2 separate regions of the Sus scrofa genome follow, and region 1 is linked to region 2. Evidence: chromatin contacts called from public HiChIP or PLAC-seq data. All regions are on one chromosome and are shown on one strand. The core of a region is the stretch at or near the end of the contact, and the rest is flanking DNA. Distances in the headings are between cores, read along the strand shown. Region 1 holds the start of ARPC5 (actin related protein 2/3 complex subunit 5). Region 2 overlaps NMNAT2 (nicotinamide/nicotinic acid mononucleotide adenylyltransferase 2).

The links. HiChIP or PLAC-seq counts read pairs in DNA pulled down with a chosen protein or histone mark.
Region 1: an H3K27ac HiChIP or PLAC-seq map of skeletal muscle shows a contact between it and region 2, with 5 times the contacts expected there. The contact joins the promoter of ARPC5 here to the enhancer-like site in region 2. A contact is called at or near these places in 1 of 5 promoter capture datasets (liver), 17 of 47 Hi-C or Micro-C datasets (adipocytes, alveolar macrophages, embryonic fibroblasts and 10 more) and 2 of 2 datasets of contacts at active chromatin or transcription factors (alveolar macrophages and skeletal muscle).

The regions. Positions count from the first base shown.
Region 1 is chr9:124,844,305-124,849,416 of Sscrofa11.1, reverse strand. ARPC5 (actin related protein 2/3 complex subunit 5) reads left to right here and starts at 1,511. Exons shown (of 4, transcript NM_001134357.1): 1 at 1,511-1,653; 2 at 4,016-4,088. The coding sequence starts at 1,511. RGL1 (ral guanine nucleotide dissociation stimulator-like 1) reads right to left here and starts at 1,059. Exons shown (of 19, transcript XM_003357576.5): 1 at 645-1,059.
Region 2 is chr9:124,512,259-124,518,012 of Sscrofa11.1, reverse strand. All of the region lies in intron 11 of NMNAT2 (nicotinamide/nicotinic acid mononucleotide adenylyltransferase 2), which reads left to right. Among named protein-coding and RNA genes, the nearest start is that of LAMC2, 88 kb to the right of the region's middle. Within about 2 kb of position 3,517, at least 20 of the 83 cell types and tissues checked have an H3K27ac peak or open chromatin away from gene starts, as enhancers often do. A contact at or near this core is called in mesenteric adipose tissue, omental adipose tissue, retroperitoneal adipose tissue and 1 more, where this site is marked.

The DNA of each region.
Region 1 (5,112 bases), core at 262-2,761, 330 kb before region 2:
TACACATTACTAGCCCCACTTTAGCAATGAGGAACCTGAGATTCAGAATTTTAAGTGGTATGCATCAATCAATAGATTATGAGTGCAAGGAAGAGTCAGGACTCAAGCCAGGGTTCTCTGATTCTAAGCCCAGTACTCTTTTCAATTACAGCACAGGAAACGAACTATTGAGGTTTAACAGGGCAACAGCCAGCCCTCTGCTAGAGGTGGAATTAAACTAGACCTGACAAATGTCCAAAATAATTTTATTCTGCAAATACTTCTACTTCAGTGCTATACACATAGCCCAACAACCATTCCCTCAGTTTTAGTGCTTTTACCTGCTCAATAAGAGCTTTGCTCTCAGAAATGGGGATGTCAAATATAATAAAAAGCTGGCCTAGCGGGATCATATAAATCTTAAACGGCAAAGATAAATTTTAAAGGCTTGGTTTCCACTAATCCTTACACATTTTGTTTTCCCTCGGCGTCAAAAGAGTGTAACTCGCCCCTACTCTTTTCTAACATTCTTGCTCCAAACAACCAGTTATTTTAAGATGTCAATGACTGACCCTACCCCAAATTCCACAGGTTTATCCCAGTCTTGTCACGAGACCCCAGCCCCTGCCCAGACACCTCCCCCTCCTTCCCAAAGGTTATGATACCTAGTTCGGATTCTGCAGGTGCAGTCGAGATGCTGTTACACAGCACTGACAGATAAGATATGACCTTTCGACTCTGTCCTTGGGGACTCCCCGCTGGCCGCACAGCGTAGTTCCAATCGCGAAAAAGAGGCTCCCGGCTCTGGAACGAAGCCACAGTCGGCGTACGGTCTGAAGCGACGTCTCTGACAACTAGAACGATGCTGGGCGACTGGGCGTGCATCACTCCGCCTCATACTCCTGTCAACTGCAGGGGACTTGGTCCGGCAACCAGTCCATCCCACCTCACAGGCAAGTCCGTGCCAGCCGGACCTTACGCAGGACACCGATGGCAGGTCGTTGGCGGCGGCAGTGGCAGCACAAGCCAAGGCCACCCGCCCTCCGAGCCCATCGCCGCCAACCTAAGACCCCCTAGGCTGGACCGCAGAGAAGCGTTTCTATGGAAACCCCCCAGGGATCACGTGACGCACGTGGACGCCCAATCGCCTCTTACCTCTGCCCGCGGCGCCGCTTTCTGCCCTCCCCTGCCCCGCCCCCTCCCGCCCCCGCCTCCTTCACCCAGCCCCGCCCCTTTCCTGCAGCGAGTCCGCACCTGCGCACTGCGTCCAGCGCGCTCCCTCCCTCCTGCGCTCCCGGGCTGGGAGGGGGCCGTGGGGGTGGTGGAGGAGGGTTGGAGGAGAGCGCGTTCCTGAGAAGGAAGAGGCGCCGCCAGCGCGCAGGCCCAGAACCACCCGGGCCGGGGCTGCCGGCCGACGCCTCTGAGCGGAAGAGGGAAGTGAAGGCGGCAGTCTGCGGGTGCCAGCCGGGTTGGGCTTGCTAAGGTAGAGGCAGCACCGAGGGGAGGCCTTGGCCGCCGGTCCGGATCGAGGATGTCGAAGAACACGGTGTCGTCGGCCCGGTTCCGGAAGGTAGACGTGGATGAGTACGACGAGAACAAGTTCGTGGACGAGGAAGACGGGGGCGACGGGCAGGCCGGGCCCGACGAGGGCGAGGTGGACTCCTGCCTGCGGCAATATCCTTCTGTTCGCCGCCCCCCCACCCCACCTGGCCCTTCTTCCGGGACCCGCTGCGGGCAGGGGGTGAGGGGGGCGGGCCCCGGCCGGGAGCCGGGCGCGGAGCTGCTCCCAGTGCCCACGGCTCCACCCGGTCTCTTTGGGGGTCACGGGTTCTCAGAGGGCAGGGGACTCTCCCATTCCTACCGACTCGCCCCGAGACCCCAGGGTCCAGCCCTCGGGAACCTGCCCTTCCGGCGCGCCGTCCACTCCCCGGATTCCTCAGGTTGCGCCAGGAGTTCTCGCCTCCGGGAATTCCGCGGGGCCGGCCGCGCCCTCGCGGCGGTGCAGCTGGTCAGTCGGACTGCTGCGCGGCGCTTAAGTTGTCCTCCCAGAACGGTATTTACCCGGGTCTCATTAGCTCCCGAGTCTGATTGAGAGAACAGGCGTCTTTCTTCAGTGATTTTGTTTTCATCGTGGTAGTGGTTTTGTTTTGGCAGCATTAGGATAGATTCTTTCCTGCCAGCAGAGATGGGGCGGTTTGCAGGGTTGAGGCCCCCTCCGTCCTTCCAGTCCGGGGGCTCTTTTTTAGGAGACAGGGATTTGGCAAAATATAGATTGCACAGAATTTTTTACCTGGGGAAAAGGGAGTGAGTGCAAAACCACCGCAGCTCCCCAGAAAGAATCTGGGAGCTTTTTACCTGTTAAGCAAAGGACAGTAGAAAGAAGACGGGGAATGCATGTGGAGAATCCCTGGAAATATTTAAAATAAACCCCAATGAATAAAATAGAAGAAAATGAATCATTTGCGCAAAACAGAAGCATTTTGTAATCCTGGAATCGTTTCCCTTTTAGTTAAAATGTGTCTGTCAGTTCCTGGGTTTTGGTTTTGCATATTTGAATATTCATGACTTTGAGGGAGTATTGGCATCAGATCTTTTTTAGGAAAATGTAAATGTTACAATAACCAAAGCTGTAGTTTCAAAGATTCTCAATTACTGACCCACTCATTTCTCATTATCCTTGGGTGTATTCATAAGGTAAGGAAGGCTTTTTAGACTCTTTCCGCCTCAGTGTCCTATTAAATTCAACGTGGAAATATATGAGCGAAAATATTTGGTCACAACCACAGCTGGTCTTAGAGGCACCTAAAGTACAGCATTAAACATTTGTCAACATACAGATGTTTCTTTGATTTCTCTGACTTTCACAATCAGCTGTTGCTGTTTTGCATTATTTAAATACTTCAGTGTTTGGGGTCTTATAAGTGAACCAGTCTGCAGAAGGCGTGCTTCTCTAGAAGTCCATTAAGCCTTGAAAATAACAGTCTACCAACAACCATAGTTTTTTTGGTCAGACCTTTTCCTTCAGAATATAAATGATGTCTGTCTAAAAACATTCTTTGTGATGAAAAAATGATGTTTCATGAGACTAACATTTTAGATAACGATGATGACTCTTAAATGGTACTGCTGTATCCACAGAGTGGATCTGCTTTTTAAATCAGTTCATCTTAAAATGTAAAGATGCTGTCTTACTGTCTCTTCTACTCTTGTTACAAGAAGAGACAAGCCCTATCAGGCACCACAGATGGAGGAACAAGAGAACTCTGTGGTTTTCCTTTTAGGGAAATAACTGTACATTCTGACAGTCTGATTGGCCTTCTGTTTCTCATACTTGCTAACTCACTGGTGCTTTCAAGTGAGACTAAATGTAATAGGTGTGGCCTAAGGTAGTTTGAATGACCTTTATGAACTGTGAGAGCAAACATCCAAAAGAGAAAAATTAAGCTGACACCTAAGGGTCATTGAATTGCTATATCTTCTTATGATGCCTCTTGTCATCAGTATTGGGAGATTGCTAATGTATATCATTCAGATTGCTAGAGTGATCTGCCAGCACGTTCTGTTAGCATTTCATTATATAGAATATAATTCTAGTTAAAGTTTGGTCTTTATTTTTCCAGTTAGAGTCACATAAAAGGACATATTTTGGCTGAGGATAGGATGTTTCATTTGGGGGCCAAATAATTCTGGTATATATTTTAGAATTTTAAAAATGATCACTACATAATGGTTTGCACATGTGTCTTCCTGGCAAATGGAAGATTATCCAGGTGTTCAATTAATAATTAGCGCCAAGGATGAAACAGTTTTTGTTTGATTTTAAAAAATGTGTTGTTCTCCCTTTTTCTTCCTCAGTATTTTATCTTTGATTGACATCCTTGCAACCAACATGCTGAATTTTCCAGTATTAAGCATAGCGACTTTAGTACTTTTCTTTTGATGCATAATGTCAAATCTGAAGAACCATTGGTTCCTGGGAGTCATAGTGCTTTCCTGAGGGCTGCCCTTTGCTGCTATATCCCTTAACCTCCTTCACAGGAAACATGACAGCTGCCCTACAGGCAGCTCTGAAAAACCCCCCTATCAATACCAAGAGTCAGGCGGTGAAGGTGAGTTGTCTTCTCTGCTGTTATCTTAGCATTCTTACCAAAACCCTCTAAAGTATCACACAATCAACAAATATTTTAACTACTCTCTCTGACAGAGAAGAGCTTACAATGTAGTTGGATTGGTAGAAAATTAATATATAGAAAAACAGCCTAACATTGAGTTGTGATAATGCTGCATGGTGTACACACTAAGTTTAAATGACCAACCAGGAGATCTTTGTTTTTAGAGGAGGCCACAGGGTGAATTTGAGCGAAGGTTTGAAGAGTAAGTAAAACTTTCTCAAAACAATAGATTCTACTTGCTTTTTAATGATTTTTTTAAAAGATCTGCAATTGTAACAGAATGATTAGAATTTAATTCTATTAAATATTATAGAATACTCAGAAATGGGAGGAATAAAAAGGTAATCATATATAATCCCACTACCCATAGATAATTATTACTTTTTGGTGTTGCTCTATGCTTAAAGAGTTTTCCTATGCATGTTTTTTTTATGAAAATGGAATTTTATAACCTGCTTTTTCAGCCATACAGCAATGTGCATGAACCTCTTTCCTTGGCAATAAGTTTATTTCTACAATATCCTTTTTAATGGCTGAGTATAGATAATAGTGTAGTTTATATATAACTCATCTCCTTTTGTCATATGTTTAGATTATTGACCTTTCTCTTGTAAACAGTACTGAAATCAACAGTTTGCGTAAATTCTTAACTTTTTTTTGAATAAATTTCTAGATGTGAATTACTGGATTTTAGACTGCACATTTTTTAAAGCTTTGGTATATATGATATTGCCAAATTGCCCTTCAGAAAAGCTGTATAAACATTCCCTGTAGCAGTCTTTCAGTAATTCTTAAGACCCTATTTACTTATTTATTGTTTAAAATGAAGCCCAGGGAGTTCCCGTCGTGGCGCAGTGGTTAACGAATCCGACTAGGAACCATGAGGTTGCAGGTTCAATCCCTGCCCTTGCTCAGTGGGTTGACGATCCGGCGTTGCCGTGAGCTGTGGTGTGGGTTGCAG
Region 2 (5,754 bases), core at 2,268-4,767:
CATTTAGCACCTCAATGGACATCTTTTGTTACCAGAGCTGGCTGGGATGGTCTTTAGCGAATTCATAAATTACCCGCCAGGCATACATTCATTTTGGCTTCTTTCATTAATTCACTCATCTGATGGCCGGAGATAATGCTAGCTCCCAAGCCCATAGCCCTGTGAGAGGTGGAGTCTTAGGACACATATTCTAGACCTAGTACTTCTTGATTAACTTGCTGTGTGTGAGCAGTTCTAGATCTAGTACTTTTTTTTAAATTACTTACTGAGCGATCCCATGCAAATCACTCAACTCCTTTGAGCCTTGGTTGTTTTTAAAAATCTGTAGAATGTTCTTTGTGGCATTCTGAGATTTTAAAGAAATACACAATCCTCTCCCTGCCCTCATGCGTTACATGGCAAAGCGTCTGCATGTGAAATGTTTTCGTGTACATATATGTCTCTGAAGAGAGAAAAAAGGAGAGGATCAAACTCAAGATTCTAGTTCTACTCCGGAGTTCCCACTGTGGTGCAGTGGGTTAAGAACTTGACTGCAGTGGCTTGGGTCACTGTGGAGGCCTGGGTTCCATCCCTAGCCTGGCGCAGTGGGTCAAAGGATCCGGCATTGCCGTGGCTGTGATGTAGGTCCCCAGCTGGGGGACTTCCATATGTCGCCAAGTGGGACCATTAAAAAAAAAAACCCACACAGCTGATGACAGAATATTTTCTGAGAATCATTTTTTCCAGTCTCTAAAATGGGCATCATAATGATGCAGGAAGGGGGAGCCCTTCCAGGACCCAGGAATGGACTCTTGTCTAACACTCAGAAATGAATTGTCCAGGGAGACACATGTGCTGATAAAGCAAAAGACTTTACTGGGCAAGGGCACCCGCGCAGCGAGCAGCAGGGTCAGGGAGCCCGGGCGAATGGCTCTGCCACGTGGCTCGCAGTCTCAGGTCTTATGGGAATGGGGTTAGTTTCCATTTGTCTCTGGCCAGTCGTCTTGCTCGGCCGGTACTTGGTCGGCTCAAGGTCCTTCCTGGCGGTATGCGCGCTTCTCAGCCAGGATGGAGTCCAGCGCCAAGGATCCCAGGCGGCTGGGCATCTCCCCCCTCCTATGGGCCCCTCTTGAATTCTCCCAGTTGGTTTTGGGGGGCAGCCCCCTGTTCCTTATCGGGGCTTCTGTTGTAAGACAACTCATACAAGTGGTTATTAGTATTGTGTCTGGCCAAGGTGGGGGTTTCAGTCAGGGATCCCCTAACAACAACAGGACGCATCACAGCGAGTTTGGGGAGAATGAGATGAGACTGTCCATGTAACGTGCCCAGCCTAGCACTTAACACACAGTGACAAACAACTGTTCGCCCGGTGAATTTACCGAAGCAGACACGCAGATAAACACGTCGGTGTTCGGGGCGAAGGCCGTAAATGCCGCCACGTGGTGGGATCATCAAGACAGACGGAGGGGTCCAGGGAAGCGAGTGACCCTGTGTGGTCCTTTGGTCTCCACCCGGACAATTTCCTGCAGGTGGAACATTAAACCTCCTTTCAGTTCTGGATGAAGTGGCTTAATTAACTTTTACTTTCCTCTCTGCTGCACAAGTTGCTTTGAGAGTAAAAGGTAATGCAGGCAACGTTCTGTACAAGGTTTCAGCAAATCTCTTTTGGGAATCCAGGCAAATCCAGGCAGTGGCCTGAGGCCCCGTCCCAGGCTGCCCTGGCAGCCTGGCAGGGATCTGGAGCAAGGAAGGCGGTGGGGCCGAAGCCTGAAGGGCTGATTCATGAGCAGGACGTTTGAGGGTCTCTTAAGTGTGGCATGTGGTGTGTTTCTCTCAAGGGTAGACCCGGCTTGGTGGAGCCTGAAACTGACACAGGTGGGGGCCCTTGCAGCATGGCCAGTCCCTCTGCCTTCCTCCCTGTGAGGCAGCTGACCGCAGGGCCTCTAACTGCTCTCCGCAGCGGCTGCTCCTGACCTTGTCTGACATTTAGAGACCAGATCACCCCTCTTCCGGTTGGTCCCTGGTGCTGAAATGACTTGGTTACAACAAAATTTCAGAAACCGATAGCTGTTGACTTCCTAGGGACCGGGCAGTGGAGGTAGAGTGAGACCCTCCCCCAGCCCACCCTGTTCCCACCTGACCCATCACCCTGGAGATCAGAGCACCCAGCCTGGCTCCTCCCGAGGCACAAGAGTTCCAGACCGGCAGGGACCTCACATCTGTCCTAATCAGGATGCTGAGAATTCCAGTCCACACCACAGGCAGCAAGGGGGGGTCTGGATGAAAGAGACCCTCGGGCTCACTCCAGAGGATTTTCTAGACCCTTGAGCTCTACCTCCCCACCCCCCACCCAGCCAGTCTCTCAGTTCCCTGATTCAACCCACCACAAACCCGTGGGGTCCTTAGACATCGGAGGTGGAGGCAAAAAAATCAAGGAGCTGCTTCCTTACGTAACAGGTGTGAATCGCAGGCCGCAGCAGAGGTGTGCCAGAAATAACACGTTTAATTTATTTCAATCAAATGAAAACTCAGCTCCAACTCACTGTCCCATAGGGATCACGGGTTACTCACAAACAAAACCTGAGGCTCTTGTGGCTCTGAACAGGAACATCAGGGCCTTTGTGGTCCTCAGAGGTGGGTGGCACTTGATCCAGGCCCACCTGGGTCTGTGACTCCTGGCTGATCCGGAAGCCCTCCGGGCACCCCACCCGCTGTGATCCTGGCCCCGTTTTCTTCTGAGGCTTTGCCCTCAGGGTGCTGTCTGGGAGGGAGGGGGTGCAAGCTGAACCTCTTCGTTTTATTCTGAAATAAAATACTCTATTCCCTATTTTCTCTCCCCTCCTCGGGACATCTAGGGAACGCTCTTCAGTGTTTGATGCCTTTGACCTCAAAACATTCTGTTTTCTGCCCTGCAAATTCCTCTCATAAAGGGTCTGCTTGTCTGCCAGAACTAGGTGAGGATTGGGCAAAGATGGGTGTGAGGAGCAGGAAACTAGCTAGTAACTCAGTGATTTATCCCACTGTCCTTACTGGGGGATGGGTTGGTGCTCAGGGTTTGGATGAGGAAGGTCTTTCTTTCCAACTGGTACAGGGTAAGCCCTGATGACTTCATAGAAAGTTCTGCCCTCTGGAGTTTGCCTGGAAGTGGCTCGTTTTGGGGATCTCAGTTCCTAATCTTGAGATTACCAGAGATGAGGTTTGTGAGACCTGCTTCTGTTCCAGGTTTCATTCATCCATTCAACTCTTTATCAGAAACAAACATTTCTTTGTTTTACCTGATGTCCCAGGTGATATGTGCTGAGCCTGAAGCCCTGAATCCGCCAGCCATGGGACAGGAGGGTGGGGGAAGAGTCAAGTTTCTGAAGATGCCCCAGGCCCTTGCTGCACACCCCTGTCTCCCCTGGCCTCTCTAGAGTCCTCAGAAACAAAGCAGGAGAGAAGCCACAGTGTAAACAGGTCTGGGGAGAAATAGGAGGCTCTCCACCCAGGCTGGGAAGCAGCTGGGACAGTCTGTTCTACAACACGGCAGCCAAGGCCTGTTTCAGCACAGTCACAAACTCCCCACTGCGTCAGCCTTGCTCTTGCTTTTGCCCTGGACGCCGGAACCTAGGCTCTTCATCCAGAAATCGAATTACGCAACTAGAGGAACCGCCCAAACACATCCCTTGGGCATTTCCTAATAGACGCAAAGATCCTTTAGCCCATAGTGAGGTCTGACCTTCTCTGGCCAATGACATATCCCTTCCCCGTACATGCCACCAGGAGAAAATTCCATACGTGTTCATCACATTTCTCTCCAAGGAATACAAAAGAGCTGCTTGTATGGCCTGGCAGTTGGCATTTTCATTCTTGATTCCTGAGAGAAAGAAAAGATCCAGGTTCTTGGACCAGCCTTTGGAGATCAGGACTCAGTCCCTCTAGCCCAACCCATCCCAGACTTTTATTAGAACTAGTCTTCCCCCAGGAGACCTGCTCTTTGCTGTGCTGCGTCCTGACAGCGCAGGTATCCAGTCATAGACCAGGACCTGTGGGAAATCAAGGCCGGAGCCTAAGGGGTCATCCATCCAAGGACAGGTCTGTGAAGCAGGAAATGCCTATGCTCACTCTCTCCCCCAAGCAAAACCCATCATCTAAGATCTTACACTGCCAGCTACTTGTCTGTTGTGTTATGATGGAAGGCAGCCTGGCAAATTCATTCTGCTTCAAGCATCCTTTCCTTCAATCAATCTTTGAGCTAATACTGAGTGCCCAAATCCTTGAGGCACTTGCAATCTAAAAGTATTTTACTTTTAGAGTTCCCTGGTAGCCTAGTGGTTAAGGATCCAGCATTTGTCACAGCTGTGACGTTGGGTTTGATCCCTGGCTTGGGAACTTCTGCATGCTGTGGGCATACTACCCCCTGCCCCAAATCTCACTCTTCATTCTATTAGTTCTATATAGTCCATAAATAAAACACATGCAAGTTTAGAAGACTTCTTGAACCTAGTAAACACTCGATAAATATTGGCTGTTATTTATTCATTGATTTTAAAATATTTATTAAAGGATTCTCCTTGTGACACAGCGGGTTAAGGATCTGGCATTGCCACTGCAGCGCTCAGGTCACTGCCATGGCATGGGTTCCATCCCTGGCCCAGGAATTTCCACATGCCTCAGGTGCGGCCCCCCCAAAATATTTATTGAGTACTTGCCTTGTGCCCGTCCTGTTCTAGGGATGGAGGAACAAAGAAAACAAAATAGACAAAGTTCCCGACCATTGCGCCCTTTGCTTTCTAGTCGGGGAGACAGACAATAATAACACTTTGCTTGTTTCCCGTGGATTATCTTGGTTAGCCCCCAGCATACTCATACAGTTATGGAAGCCATGGCGCACATGGATTGTGACTTGTCTAAGACTCTACTTAACTATTGAACAGCCGGGCAGGATTGGCTCACGTTCAGATTCCTAATCCAGACAAGTCAGATGAGTGGGACGTGGGACGAATGACGTGTCATTCACAGCAGGCGCAAAAGGAGGGGGAGCACTTGCGCTGGGCTTTCAGTGATCTGCAGGGATTGAATCGCGTGTGTTCAAAGAGACGTGTTCTGGGCGTTGAGAGAAGCGGTGAAAGAGCCAGTGGTGGGAAGAAGACCTTTTGGGGAGATGGTTCTGGTTGGTTGATATAGAAGGTTTATCTTGGTCTTTATCTGGGAAGCTTTTGACTTTTCAGCAAGCAGGCAAAATCATTCAGTTTAATGATTACATGTATCAGTGGCTTGCATTTTAAATGGTCAATATGTAACTCAAAGGAATGAACACCTAAAGGTGGACCCTTAGGGACCAGAAATGGACCATGAGGAAATGGTTTTTTCCTTTTTATTATATATTTTTTTTCTTTTGTGCTTCTCAAAGCCCAGCATTTCACAGGCTGGCTCTAATTGGCTGTATTCTACATTTTTCCAGCCAACCAGGCATGGGCTAACTGCTTCCTACATCCACCAGTTATGGGAAAACAACCAAAGAAAATAAACAGAGGAAGAGCCTGGGGCACTAGCCACTCCAGAAGAAATCCCAGAGCTCCAGGACAAATGGAGCAAAGACAAACATTTGGTTTTTCAGGCTCAGATGGTTTCCATCAGACAGCCCAGCCCCAGCCAGGAAGCCCGATGGACACTTCCACCCCGCGGATTTACGCCCCCGCACTGATAAGCCTGATGCCGCATTTCCAGCTCAGGGGAAGGAGGCTTAGCCCCCCACCAGGGCTGATAATGGTTCTCGTGTGAAAGGCACTGTTG